Linked DNA regions of Mus musculus: region 1 is linked to region 2. A link is a contact called in public Micro-C data. All regions are on one chromosome and are shown on one strand. The core of a region is the stretch at or near the end of the contact, and the rest is flanking DNA. Distances in the headings are between cores, read along the strand shown. Region 1 overlaps Pax7 (paired box 7). Region 2 has its middle 31 kb from the start of Tas1r2.

Region 1 (5,813 bases), core at 2,672-5,171, 63 kb before region 2:
CGGAGGCCTGGGACCCACAGAGCAGGTCTTTGAGGATATGCTTATTTGACCCCTCTGGGTGACTGTGCCCTCTCACCCTGTAGGGTCATCACTTACACTGTCAATCCCTACTGTCCCTTGGAGTGCTCGGTGGCAGGTCCTACCTTCTCTAAAGCTCTTTGGACCCCAGGCAGTCTGGGTGCACTCCATGGCTTCCACAGCCAAAAGCTATCTCTATCAAATGCCTCAATGCTTTCTTGTGCTTTGGGGACCTTCGCTCATTGCCGAGATCTTTCTGTTCATTCTTCCACCGGGACAGGGGCCAAGACCCTGATCTGAAGTTCTGTGGCCTTCAGCCTGGGGTGCGGGGATAGACTTATCACCAGTACCTACTGAATGACTAAGCAAGCACCCCAGTGACCCAACATCCATCCTTCAGGGTGAGTTTTCAGAGTTCAGTCTGGGGGTCCCACAGGTCAAGCAGGGTCATGGGTGAAGGCCAGAGACTGCAGGGTCTGACAGTCACAGAAAGGTCTCAGGGGAGCTGTTAAAAAACGTGGGCCTTGGGCTGGCGAGACTGCTCAGTGGGTTAAGGCACTTGCCGACAAGCCTGACGACTTGAACTCTATCCCCAGAACCCACGTGGTGGAGGGAGAGAACTGATTGCCGTGGATTGTCTTCTGATCACCACCCGCAGGCTATGATATGCACCCACACCCACAAAAATACATAAATGAAAAATTAAAAGCAAAGGCTTTGGACTTTGACAGAGCAGAGGCGGGAGCTCAAAGTCCAGAAAGTCGTGAATGGCACCGGGTCTTAAGCACAGCACAGGCATGGGGGCGTTAAACGAGGAAGACGAGTGAGTGTGTACATGTGTGCGTGTGAAGATGGGCCATCCCAGTGTGATGCGGGAGGCACGGCCCTCTAGCTACTGGAGGAAAGCTCCGTGATTGTCCAGACACCATCATCTAGATAGGACACTGAGGAATGTATGCCTCAATTCATGCACACATTAGTTCATTCATTTATTCATTTGCCCCTTTAGCTGATAGGCCCGGGGTGTCCATTAGCTAGTGAGTGTATTTGTTCATTCATGCATGCGTTCATTCATTTATTCATCCCTTCAGCTGATAGCTCCGTGCAAATCTATCTCTCATTCATGTGTGCATTCATTCATTCAGCCTGATGGACTGTAGGTTAAGCATCCCTGATAGGCCCTAAGTGCTACCTACCTACCTACAGCCCGTTCACTCATTCATTCATCCATTCATTCATCCACTAGTTCATTCATTCACTCACTCATTCACTTATTTTCTTACTCATTCATTTACTCACTCATTCATTCATCCACTGATTCATTCATTCATTCACTACTCATTCACTCACTCATTCATTCATTTACTTATTCATTCACTCATTCATTCATCCATTAGTTCATTCATTCACTCAATCTTTCATTCTTAACTCATTTGTTCATTCATCCACTCATTCATTCATTCATTCATCCACTCATTCATTCATTCACTCATTCATTCACTCATTTACTCACTAATTCATCCATTCACTCACTCATTCATTAATATAACTGATCTATCCAGAGCCTTGTATAGTTAGTGCATTTGTTAATTTACATATGTAAATACCCACTCATTTGTGCATTCATCCATTTCTTCACTCACTCAGCTGGTAGGTTCAGGATGCCCTTTATGAAGTTAGTTCATTCATTCATGCATCCATTGACTGACTGATTCGTTCATTCATTCATTCTGCTGATAACTTCGAGTTCCTCTTATCTAGCTGGTGTCCTCATTCATTCGTTCAGCTGATAGGTCCAGGTTCCGCTTATCTAGTCATTAAGTTATCATTCATGTCTGTGGGCGTTCATCAAGCCATTCATCCATCCAGCTGATAGGTTCAGGATGTCCCTTGTGTAATTAGTTCTTTCATTTCTGCACTTATTGGTTTATTCAGGCATACATTCAGCAGAAAGTAGAGGGTAACCCCTCAAACTAGGCCATAGGGACATAGAAGTAACAAAGCAAGCGCCTGCCCTGCTCCCGGAGCTCTTACTGGAAAACAGCCCCTTGGGCTCCCACGTGGGCAGGAAAAACACTGGAGATGAGCTGCCATTTCCCACACTAGGCTGTGATCCTGCTGAGGTCTGCCCTGGGCATGTGTGGGTAGTGTGTGCCCTGACCTGCCTGATCCCTGCATGCTCGTGCCCCAGGGTCCAGCCTTTGGTATGCATTGCCTATCTCTCCTGCAGGTCATGAGCATCCTTAGCAACCCGAGTGCCGTGCCTCCACAGCCCCAGGCCGACTTCTCCATCTCCCCGCTGCATGGAGGCCTGGACTCGGCTTCCTCCATCTCAGCCAGCTGCAGCCAACGGGCCGACTCCATCAAGCCAGGAGACAGCTTGCCCACGTCCCAGTCTTACTGCCCACCCACCTACAGCACCACTGGCTACAGTGTGGACCCTGTGGCTGGCTACCAGTACAGCCAGTATGGCCAAAGTGAGTGTTTTCCTTGCTACCCATCTCTAAGGGGGCTGACTCATTCCTGGGCAAGGCGTTGGTCAGGGTGGAGGGTGTCTTTTTCTTTAGAAGAATTTAAAATTTATTTCATCATTTTATGTGTATGAGAGTTTGTGTACTATGTGTATGCAGTACCTGCAGGGGTCAGAAGAGGGCATCAGAACCCCTGGAACAGAATTACAGGTGGTTGTGAGCCATTTTATGGGTGCTGGGGACTAAGCCCAGGTCCTTGACAAGAGCAGCCAGTGCTCTTAACCACTGAGCCATCTCTCGAGTCCTCTATTAAAATTAAATTAGCGTGCATGTATGTGTGTCTGTGTCTCTGTGTTTGTGTGTGTGTGTGTATGTGTCTGTGTGTCTCTGTATGTGTGTGTGTGTGGTGTATGTGAGTGGGGACACTTGAGTGGAGGTCAGAGGACAACTTTTGAGCAGTTTTCTCTTTACTTTTATTTGGGTTCTGGGAATCAAACTCAGGGTTATGTTTTTTCCCCTTTGAGCCATCTCATAGGCCCAGATGCCCCTTTCACAGGCCGGAAAACTGAGGTCCATAATGGAAGCAGAGGTGACCTAAGATGTTCTGAACTGGTCATCAGATGCAGTGACCCACCTCTTAGTAAGGACACCATACATATGAGTGTGAGTGCACACACACACACACACACACACACACACACACACACACCAGTTCCCCACAAATGCTCCTACAATCTTTAGAGGCCACACTTTATAAGGAGAAAGGGCAGGATTTTTTTATTAGCATGTTCTATTTCACCCAGTATACCCAGATCACTGTTCCCACAATCCGCAGGCGATACCCAGGAGATGGTCCGTATTCTTTCATTCCGACTTAGTGGCTTTTGTTGCTGTCCTTTGGTGGTACTGGGAATTAAACCCAGGACCTTGCCCAAACTAGGCATGAGTGCCACCACTGAGCTACATCCCCAACCCTCTACTTACTTTATATTTGCGACAAGGTTCACAAAGATCTCCACACTGGCCTGAACTCATTCTGTAGCCCAAATGGGGCTTGAACTTGCTATCCTTCATCAACACTTAAGCTTCAGGAGGGTGCTAGTGGGGACACAATGCTGCACACCCAAGCCTTTCTAAACAGGCTCATAGGGTTTCAACAAGAACCAACTAAATTAAAGACCAGATTTTACATTTGAATGACATAAAACTAAGTAAACATCCTTGAGTCTGCTCCCCATGGTGCTAGGCGCAGGTCAAGTGTAGGACAGCTAGCGGCATGTGGCACGAATGCAAGAGGATGGCTGTGTACAGACTGCTCTCTGTGTGACAGGCCTCTCAAGTCTCCAGGGTCTCACATACCCAGTCCAGCCACTGTCCCCTTGGTGTCTTGGCTTGATAGAGCAACAGCAGACTCTCAGATCAACAGCTGGGCGAGCCTGGCTTGGCCGCAACTTCTGGCCGTCGCCTGACGGGGCCAGCAGCAGGGCAGGCTCAGACAGGATGGGGGAGCCAAAGGTCACAAGGCTGCCCTCGCGCCACCTTTCAGCAAAGGCCTCACCTGCTGGTGTCAAACTAATCAGGAGGGTGTGTGGAGAGAGTGGGGCCTCCAGCCTAAGGGCACCCTCTCCAGCTGTTGCCTGCTCCTGCCACACTGACCTTTGCTTCCTTAGGCCCCCAGCCCGCTCCAACCTCATGGCCTTGGCCTCCACGGTTAAATGAGGGCCAGCTGTGTGGGCCTATACCTCCCATGTGCGTATGTGCAAGCTTGTATGTGTGAATGCATCACGGGATTGTTACAGTCCAAAGCGTCTGCAGGCACACTGTGTGCAAGTGATGTGGCTGCAAAGTGCCCACATCTTCCCAGATAAGTGAGTTGTCTGTGTGTGTGTGTGTGTGTGTGTGTGAACGTGTGTTGAATGTGTATACGTTTACATGTAACTGTACACATGGACATACAAATGGCTGTTCTGTGTACACATTGCATATGTGTATATGGCTTTGTAGGAGCACACAGGCACACATACATGTGAGAGTATATGGTGGCAATATACACACATGTTTAAATTTTCTTAGGTGGGTTCTTATGGGCTGATGTGTCTATATGTGTGTGTGTGCACTGGCATATGTGTGTGTGTGTGTGTGTTTGTGTGTGTTGAAAGTGTACGACCAATATGCAGATAAGTGTGGTTGTGTGCACATGTATATTTTGGCATGTACTTGTGCTTAAAGGTATCTATGATTAGGTATGACTTAGATGCTCGCATGAACATGATATGCATACCTGGGTGTGTTCATATGCAGTGCCTGGGCATGCTTGTGTATGCAATTGTGTGTGTGCCTATGGGAGTGCAGGACCATGCCTGTGAATGTGTGCTTGGGAAGCCCAGCACTACACGATCATCTGCATGCAGGACACACCAGTGTCCATGGAAGCCTTTCCACGCCGTCCCTGGTTGACCCCCTGACCTAGCGCATGTTCCCAGTCCAACACAGGACACACATGCTCTTGATAAAACATTTGAGAGCAGCAGCGGCAATGTGGCCGGCCCCGGGCAGGCGTTAGTCACACCCGGAGCCTGGAGCCCCTGCCCTGCTCCAGGGCGCCTGCCCAATTCGGAAATAAAATTAACCCCAAAGTCAGCATGGGGGTGGTGGAGGAGGGGGATCAAAAGAGAAGGGGCCCAGGAGGCCAGAAAGGAGAAGCAGTTGCCCTCCCTCTCCTTCCTCCCTCCTCCCCTCCTTTCTCCTCCTCCTCCGTTACTGCAGGGAGAGCTCAGGGCTCCTCAAGGGCCATGGTCTCCAGCCACTTACTGAGGCACCTCGGCCACCATGTGTCACCCAGCTGTCACACACACCCAGCCTCAGCTTTCCCACCTGCAGAATGGGTCTGGGGACGAGGCACATCCTCTCAGCCATTTCCAGCCACACTGCCTTTTTTTCTGTTGACCTTCTGGGGCAGTCCAAGGACATGTCACATTTCTGTTAACCAGCAGCCAACACCCCTAAGCACACAGGAGGCCAGGTTCTCTAATAAGCTTTGAAAGTCACACATTCTGGACTCCCCTGTGTTGGTCTTGATCCACCTGTCACTTGCTGCCTCCTGTCCCATGCTTGAGTTTAGCCCATGCAGCTCTGTGTGAAATACGTGCTTCTCAGCCACAGAGCTTCCCCACCTCCTGGTCCTCAGTTTGTTAGGCTCAAAGAGGTAGAGCAGTGTTCCCAATGTCCCACAGCCAGGCAGTTGTGATTCAGCTTCCTTACCTCGGAGCACAGGTGAGCCAGCCTGGGAAAGACACTTGGCACTGATCGGGTACACACTCTCCC
Region 2 (6,061 bases), core at 2,598-5,097:
CCCCAAGGAAGGAAGGAAGAAAGACAGAGGGTTGGGGAGAGGGAAGAAATGGAAGAAGAAAAAAAGCCCACAGTGGCGGGCAGCTGGGCGTGGCCTGACAGATGGAATCCCTAAACTCTGTCAACGCATGTCATCAATGGTCCTTGTCACAGTCAACTCTTCCTGCAGCAAAGAAAGCACCAAAGGCCCTGCTGTCTCCTGAACCTATATTACCCACAGCAGTGGCCACTGCCGCCGCAAGGCTATCACCACACACTGTAAGTGACAGGCCCCCTTCATCACAACATTGCAACAGCCCTGGGTGTTCCTGGTCTTGTCCATGTGTCCCTCAGAGGACAGGAGGGCATAGGAGGTGGGGTGGGGGAGGGCAGGGAAGATACACCAGAAATGCAAGGTTGCTTCAATTCACATTCTAATGTGCAGAGGAGACAACAAGGAATGCTGGGAAGTTTCTAAAGCAGCTTGGAAAGAGGGAGCTGGAGAAGAAAAGATGTGGTGTTGGAGTAGGTAGCCTTGTGCTAACCCTGGCACCCTCCCTGCCTTGTCGCTGTCCACTGAAGCCACTTCTCTGTGGAGCAGGTGGGAAGACATTCTACCCGCCCTCTTCAGGCACTTCTCATATCCCATGAGCTCGCACCACCCTGGGGACTCTAGGCCAGGAGACACCACAGTTCAGAAAGGCAAGGGTCTGCGCAGGGTCAGTGCAGCCCAATGGTCAGTGCACACAGCCCTGATGGCCTGTCCTGGGCTGTGCACATCCCACGAGTCCCCACTACCGCCCCATCGCCTGTCAGGCTCTGAGAAGCAGCCTTCTCCTGTGTCACAGAGAGGGAAATGAAGGTGTTCAGAAACACATTTTGATTGATGTCATCTAGTTTATAAGAGGAGACCTGGGCTTTCAGCCTTTAGCCTGGACAGAGGTTCTATACTTGAGACAAGCCCTGCCAAGCACTGCAGTGGCAAAGGAGACTGGGGGCAGGAATACACAGAAGGGACAGGCCCGAGGGGCCTTGTACAGGGACTCAGTACAAACTCTCTTCTCTACGTGGCCAAGCTGTCTAGGCTAAAAACTATGCTGCTTTTCATAATGCCTGCTACACGCTGGACATCATCCGCAGAACCACCAGACCCTCTCCCCACCCCCGAATATTCTCGTAACTACATCCAGGCCCTTTGTTTGTTTGCTTCCTTTTCTGAGATAGCATCTCCCTCTGTGCGGGTGCTGAGCTTGAACTCAGGACCCTCCCGCCTTAGCCTCCTGACTGGCAGGCTGAGAGGCATGTGCCACCAAGCTGGGCTTGCATCTTAGGATCGTTCAGGCTCAAATCAGATATGGACCATTTCTGCTGATGTTTCTCACCCCAGGCAGCACACACACTCATACTCACACACACACACCACTCAACACAACACACATACATACAATATACACACATACACAACAACACACATGTATACATACAGAACACACGCAACATACCACACACACATATACCATGCATACAACACAACACACACACATACAACACAACACATACATACAACACACATATACTTCACAAACACAACACACACATACAGCACAGCACACACATACAATACACATACAACACACAAAACACACACACACACAACACACACATACTATACACACAACACACACACATACAACACACACACACAAAACACATACTTGTAAAACATACACCCAACATACCATGCACACACCACACACAACACATACATATACCACACACACATACAACTCACACTACCTGCTATCCTAAGGTCAAATCCCTTGAGGAGGGCCTGGCCCTTGCTTGGCCAACACCTACCTCCCACTCATGGCTCTCTCTGGCAGGAAGGTGCTCTCCCCATAACTATGTCCCACCTCACCCCACAGGCCTCAGCACTAACACCAGCCCTCAGACCCGAGTCACTTTCCCTCCGTCACCCTGTCTCACACACGCCAGCCACTGCTCACCTGGTCTTGGGTAGGCTGACCCTCACTCAGCACTGTTCCTCCACTGGCTTGGACAAGGGTGGGTCTCATGGTGGGGACTTCCACCCCGGACACTAACGCTCTGGTCCCTATGACACCAGCAAGTTCCTCTCCACACAGAACCTCAGTTTCCCTATCTGTGTACCAAGGGTGTTAGGTACACACAGCACGCAGATGCACTAGTGTCACCCATAGCAATAGTGACAGAGCGGCCCCCTGCTGGTTTTGGAAGACTCTAGTGAGTGCCCAACCTGGATGGGGTATCTAGGTCCTGGGTCAGCCTGAAGTGGCCATTCTCTTACACAGAGGTCAATGGCAGCTCAAACCTGACTTTCACACTGCCCTGTTCTTCAAGCCACCTTGTTGTTTACACCTCTTGGGATTTTAAAAAATCCTGTTATTTTCATTCTGTGTATGTGTGTATTGTTTTGCTTGTATGTATGTATGTATGTATGTATGTATATGTAAGAGCCTGTGGAGGCCAGGAGAGGTCACTTGATCCCCTGGACTGGAGATGCAGACAGTTGTGGACGCTAGAATTGGACCCAGCCCTCTGCAAGAGCAGCTGAGTCTCCTATTCAGTCCCTTGGTCTTGATTCCCGTCATTCTCTAAGAAAGGGTTGTGATAAACGCACACGTGTACATGCACACAAACACACAGGAAACACAAATATAAACATAAATATATGCACACACATAAGCTGCATGCATGTGCACACACAGGCATCCATCCACATATCTCTCCACACACGGCTGAGGCACAAGAGTCCTTACACACCCATCCCCTCACAATCCCGCAGCCTCCTATGCACACAGGCACAGACTCAGGCACCCATGTGCCCAAACCAACACAGCTGCCCTGTGCTCATCTCTGCTCTTGCTTTCTGTCTCACACACATGTCAAGTTTGACAGAGGCCATGACACCCATGACATGTAAAAACACATGAGGTACTAGAACCTAACTAGGCTGCACATTTGCATGACACTTTAATATAAAACAGCTTTGTGCTCTTCCATGTGTCTCCATGTTTTGTGTGCATATCGAGTGTCTGTCTGCCTGTCCATCTGTCCCAGCTCTCCAGTCCCTGGAGAAGGGAACCTGAGAGGCCCAAGAATGAGACCAACATCGCCATCTGCTGTCAGCTTCTGGGACTGCCCTTCAGAGAACACATGGGGTCCAATGGGATCCATTTCTGAAGGACCCCAGAGGCCAAGGCATGACCCTGAGAACCAGTGGGAGTTGCAGGAACATCCCTGCCCTGTGGCCTCTAATAGGTTTCGTCTTTAGAGCAACCTGGGAAGAGCTCCTCCCTTCAGGGTTCATAACTGGGGAAACTGAGGTTTCAAGTCCAGCGCTGACTAGGTAAAGAGATCATGGGATTTCACTCAAAACACATCCCTCAAATTCTAATTCTGCTTCACGTTCTCAGGCTGAGTACCACCCTCCCTGTGGGCGAGGACTGGCTGGCACAGATAACGAGGCTGGCAGTTGGGTGAAGTGGCTTGGAAGTATGGAGGCCCCGGGGCAAAGAACATGTGAGGCCACAGAAGTAGATACCCATATTCAGGGCTCTCACTGAACACTGCAGACAGGCTGGTCCAGCAAGCCTGGAATGGTTTGTCCTCGTTATCAACGCGACCGGTTTGGAAATAATGAAAACATCCTTTTGGACAGGTCTCTAGAGACATTTAAGTGACCTGGGAAGACTCACCCTGTGGGCGGCACCATCCTGTGGGTGGCAGTACCCTGTGGGCGGAGCCATCCTGTGGGTGGTACTACCCTATGGGCGGAGCCATCCTGTGGGTGGTATTACCCTGTAGGCGGAGCCATCCTGTGGGCGGTACTACCCTGTGGGTGGCGCCATCCTGTGGACCGCATTATCCTGTGGCCTGGGACCTTGGACCCGTCTCTCACTGGGTTCTGACTACAGATGCCACGTGACCCATGTTGGGCCCTATTTGGCCTTGGTTTGGGCCTTGAGGACAAACCAAAGCCTGGCTCAATTTTTGAGACCTGTCATTCTCCTCCTCTTTGAGAATGACTCAGCATGACCTACCGGCCGGAATGAGACTGCCTCTGCCTAGCTACCACTGATGTGTCAATTTCTTATAGGCCCCGTGAGATCACCTCGCACCCCCTCATCACCTCACTCCACCCCATAGGTCATCTCACCCCATACCCCTATCCCTACCTTATTGACTTCTCTATATAAGTAAGTGCCCAGTTTAGTAAAGTGAGGTCCTTCTTTGACAAGACTCCCTGCCTGGGCCATCCCACTCAGCCCCAGACAGACCAGGCTGGACCGGGTTCTCTCCTCTCTCCTGGACCTGCTGGCAAAGAGCCGACAACCGGCCAACTCACTCTGCCCACATGCCTTCCCCACCATGATAGACTGCACCTCATGAACTAAACCATGAACCAAATAAGGCCTTCTCCCATTTAAGTCATGTCTTACCAGGTATTATGCCCTAGTAACAAGGAAGGTGACCAAATACACCACCCCTGTGACAGACAGGTCACTGAGTCTGGAGAGGAGCTGGGATGAGCCCTATCCCAGGACCCAATTGTCTAGCCCAAAGCTCTCCCTTCCCCCAAACCTGGCTCCCTTCTTCCCTTTGGTTGAGTAAGTGGGGGGCGGGCTGGGAAGAAGAGGGTGATCAGGAGAAGGGATAGGATGACAGTGGGGGGTGAATAGGGTCAAAGTACATTGTATGCATGTATGAAATTGTGAACTGTAACTTTCATTTTTCCAAACCTATTTTTAATGATGGTTCTTAAATGCTTTACCCTTCCTTGTAGCCCACCACCCACCAGAGGTAGTGGGAAAAAAAGGATGCGAGGCAAGTGGACCTGTTTAGAAATGTGGTTTTTGTTTTGTTTTGTTTTGTTTTGTTTTGAGCAACTCCCTCCTGTGCTGTCTGGAGATCTGCAGTTCAGATCAGCAGACAGCAGCAGCTCGATCCACTCGCAAACACTTCATGGATACAGAACAGTCCAGTTCGGTAGAGTCGGGATAGCAAACACGAATCAGCAGTGGTGACACTACCTAGCAGAGACAGCCAGGCCTCAGCCTTGGCACAAGTCAGCAGCAAGAGGGACACCAGGAAAAGTTTTGGGCTGTGCCTCTCTCTGGGAAGTGAAGATCAGCAAAGACTTGAGATCCAAGCATTGCACAGCTGGTTCTAGAAGCAAGCCAAGCTCAGCCTTCGTCACCATCCGTCAAGTCCTTTTATACTCTCTCCAAACATCACTGTGTCCTCCACAGGTCTTGCCTCAGCATGGGTCTTGCTTCAGCACATGCGTCTGTCTCAGCTGACATTCCCTCTGCCAATCAGCCCAAGTCCGCAGAAGCAGCAAAAAACTGCAGCACACCACCAGAAGAGTTTCCCTCTATGGAGTCCTGACAAATGCAGCTCAACTATGCGATGTAAGGCAGACCGATACATGTGTGTTGTTAGCAAAGAATCCTTCATCATGGGTCCTTTCACATGCTTGTTTTAGCAGAACATCCTCTCTCCTGTGTCTACTTTAGCCAAACATTCCTTCACAAGTCTGCCTTAGCCTTTCACCTACATCCACTTCAGCTAAACGTTCCTTCCCGTGTTTGCTCCAGGCAAACACCATCCAACTGACTTTCCAAAGAACCCTTAAGTTTCCACTTCAGTGAAGGGAAAGTAAGGATTGGAAAAATTCATCCTGGATGTCACCATGACCACTGTCTCAGCTAGGGTTTCACTGCTGTGAGCAGACACCGTGACCAAAGCAACTCCTATAAGGACAACATTTGATTGGGGCTGACTTACAGGTTCAGAGGTTCCGTCCATGTTCAAGGTGAGAACATGGCAGTGTCCAAGCAGGCATGGCGCTAGAGTAGCTGAGAGTTCTACATCTCTATCTGAAGGCTGCTAGCAGAATATTGACTTCCAGGAAGCTAGGATGAGGTTATTAAAGCCCCCACACCCACAGTGGCACACCTACTTCAATAGGGTCACATCTACTCCAACAAGGCCACTCCTCCAAATAGGGCCACTCCCTGGGCCAAGCATATACAAACCAT

What was found. A called contact is a pair of places that touch in the nucleus more often than the background predicts.
Region 1: a contact with region 2 is called in a Micro-C map of muscle stem cells, with 1.7 times the contacts expected there. The contact joins two enhancer-like sites. A contact is called at or near these places in 2 of 15 datasets of contacts at CTCF or cohesin (large pre-B cells and pro-B cells), 18 of 484 Hi-C or Micro-C datasets (the 63-12 cell line, the AML12 cell line, the C2C12 cell line and 14 more), 3 of 115 datasets of contacts at active chromatin or transcription factors (embryonic stem cells, large pre-B cells and pancreatic cancer cells) and 1 of 9 other capture datasets (embryonic stem cells).

What each region holds. Positions count from the first base shown.
Region 1 is chr4:139,745,614-139,751,426 of GRCm38.p6, reverse strand. Pax7 (paired box 7) reads left to right here. Exons shown (of 9, transcript NM_011039.2): 8 at 2,249-2,495. Among named protein-coding and RNA genes, the nearest start is that of Gm42334, 14 kb to the right of the region's middle. Within about 2 kb of position 3,921, at least 9 of the 459 cell types and tissues checked have an H3K27ac peak or open chromatin away from gene starts, as enhancers often do. A contact at or near this core is called in muscle stem cells, where this site is marked.
Region 2 is chr4:139,681,892-139,687,952 of GRCm38.p6, reverse strand. No RefSeq gene overlaps it. Among named protein-coding and RNA genes, the nearest start is that of Tas1r2, 31 kb to the right of the region's middle. Within about 2 kb of position 3,847, at least 15 of the 459 cell types and tissues checked have an H3K27ac peak or open chromatin away from gene starts, as enhancers often do. A contact at or near this core is called in muscle stem cells, where this site is marked.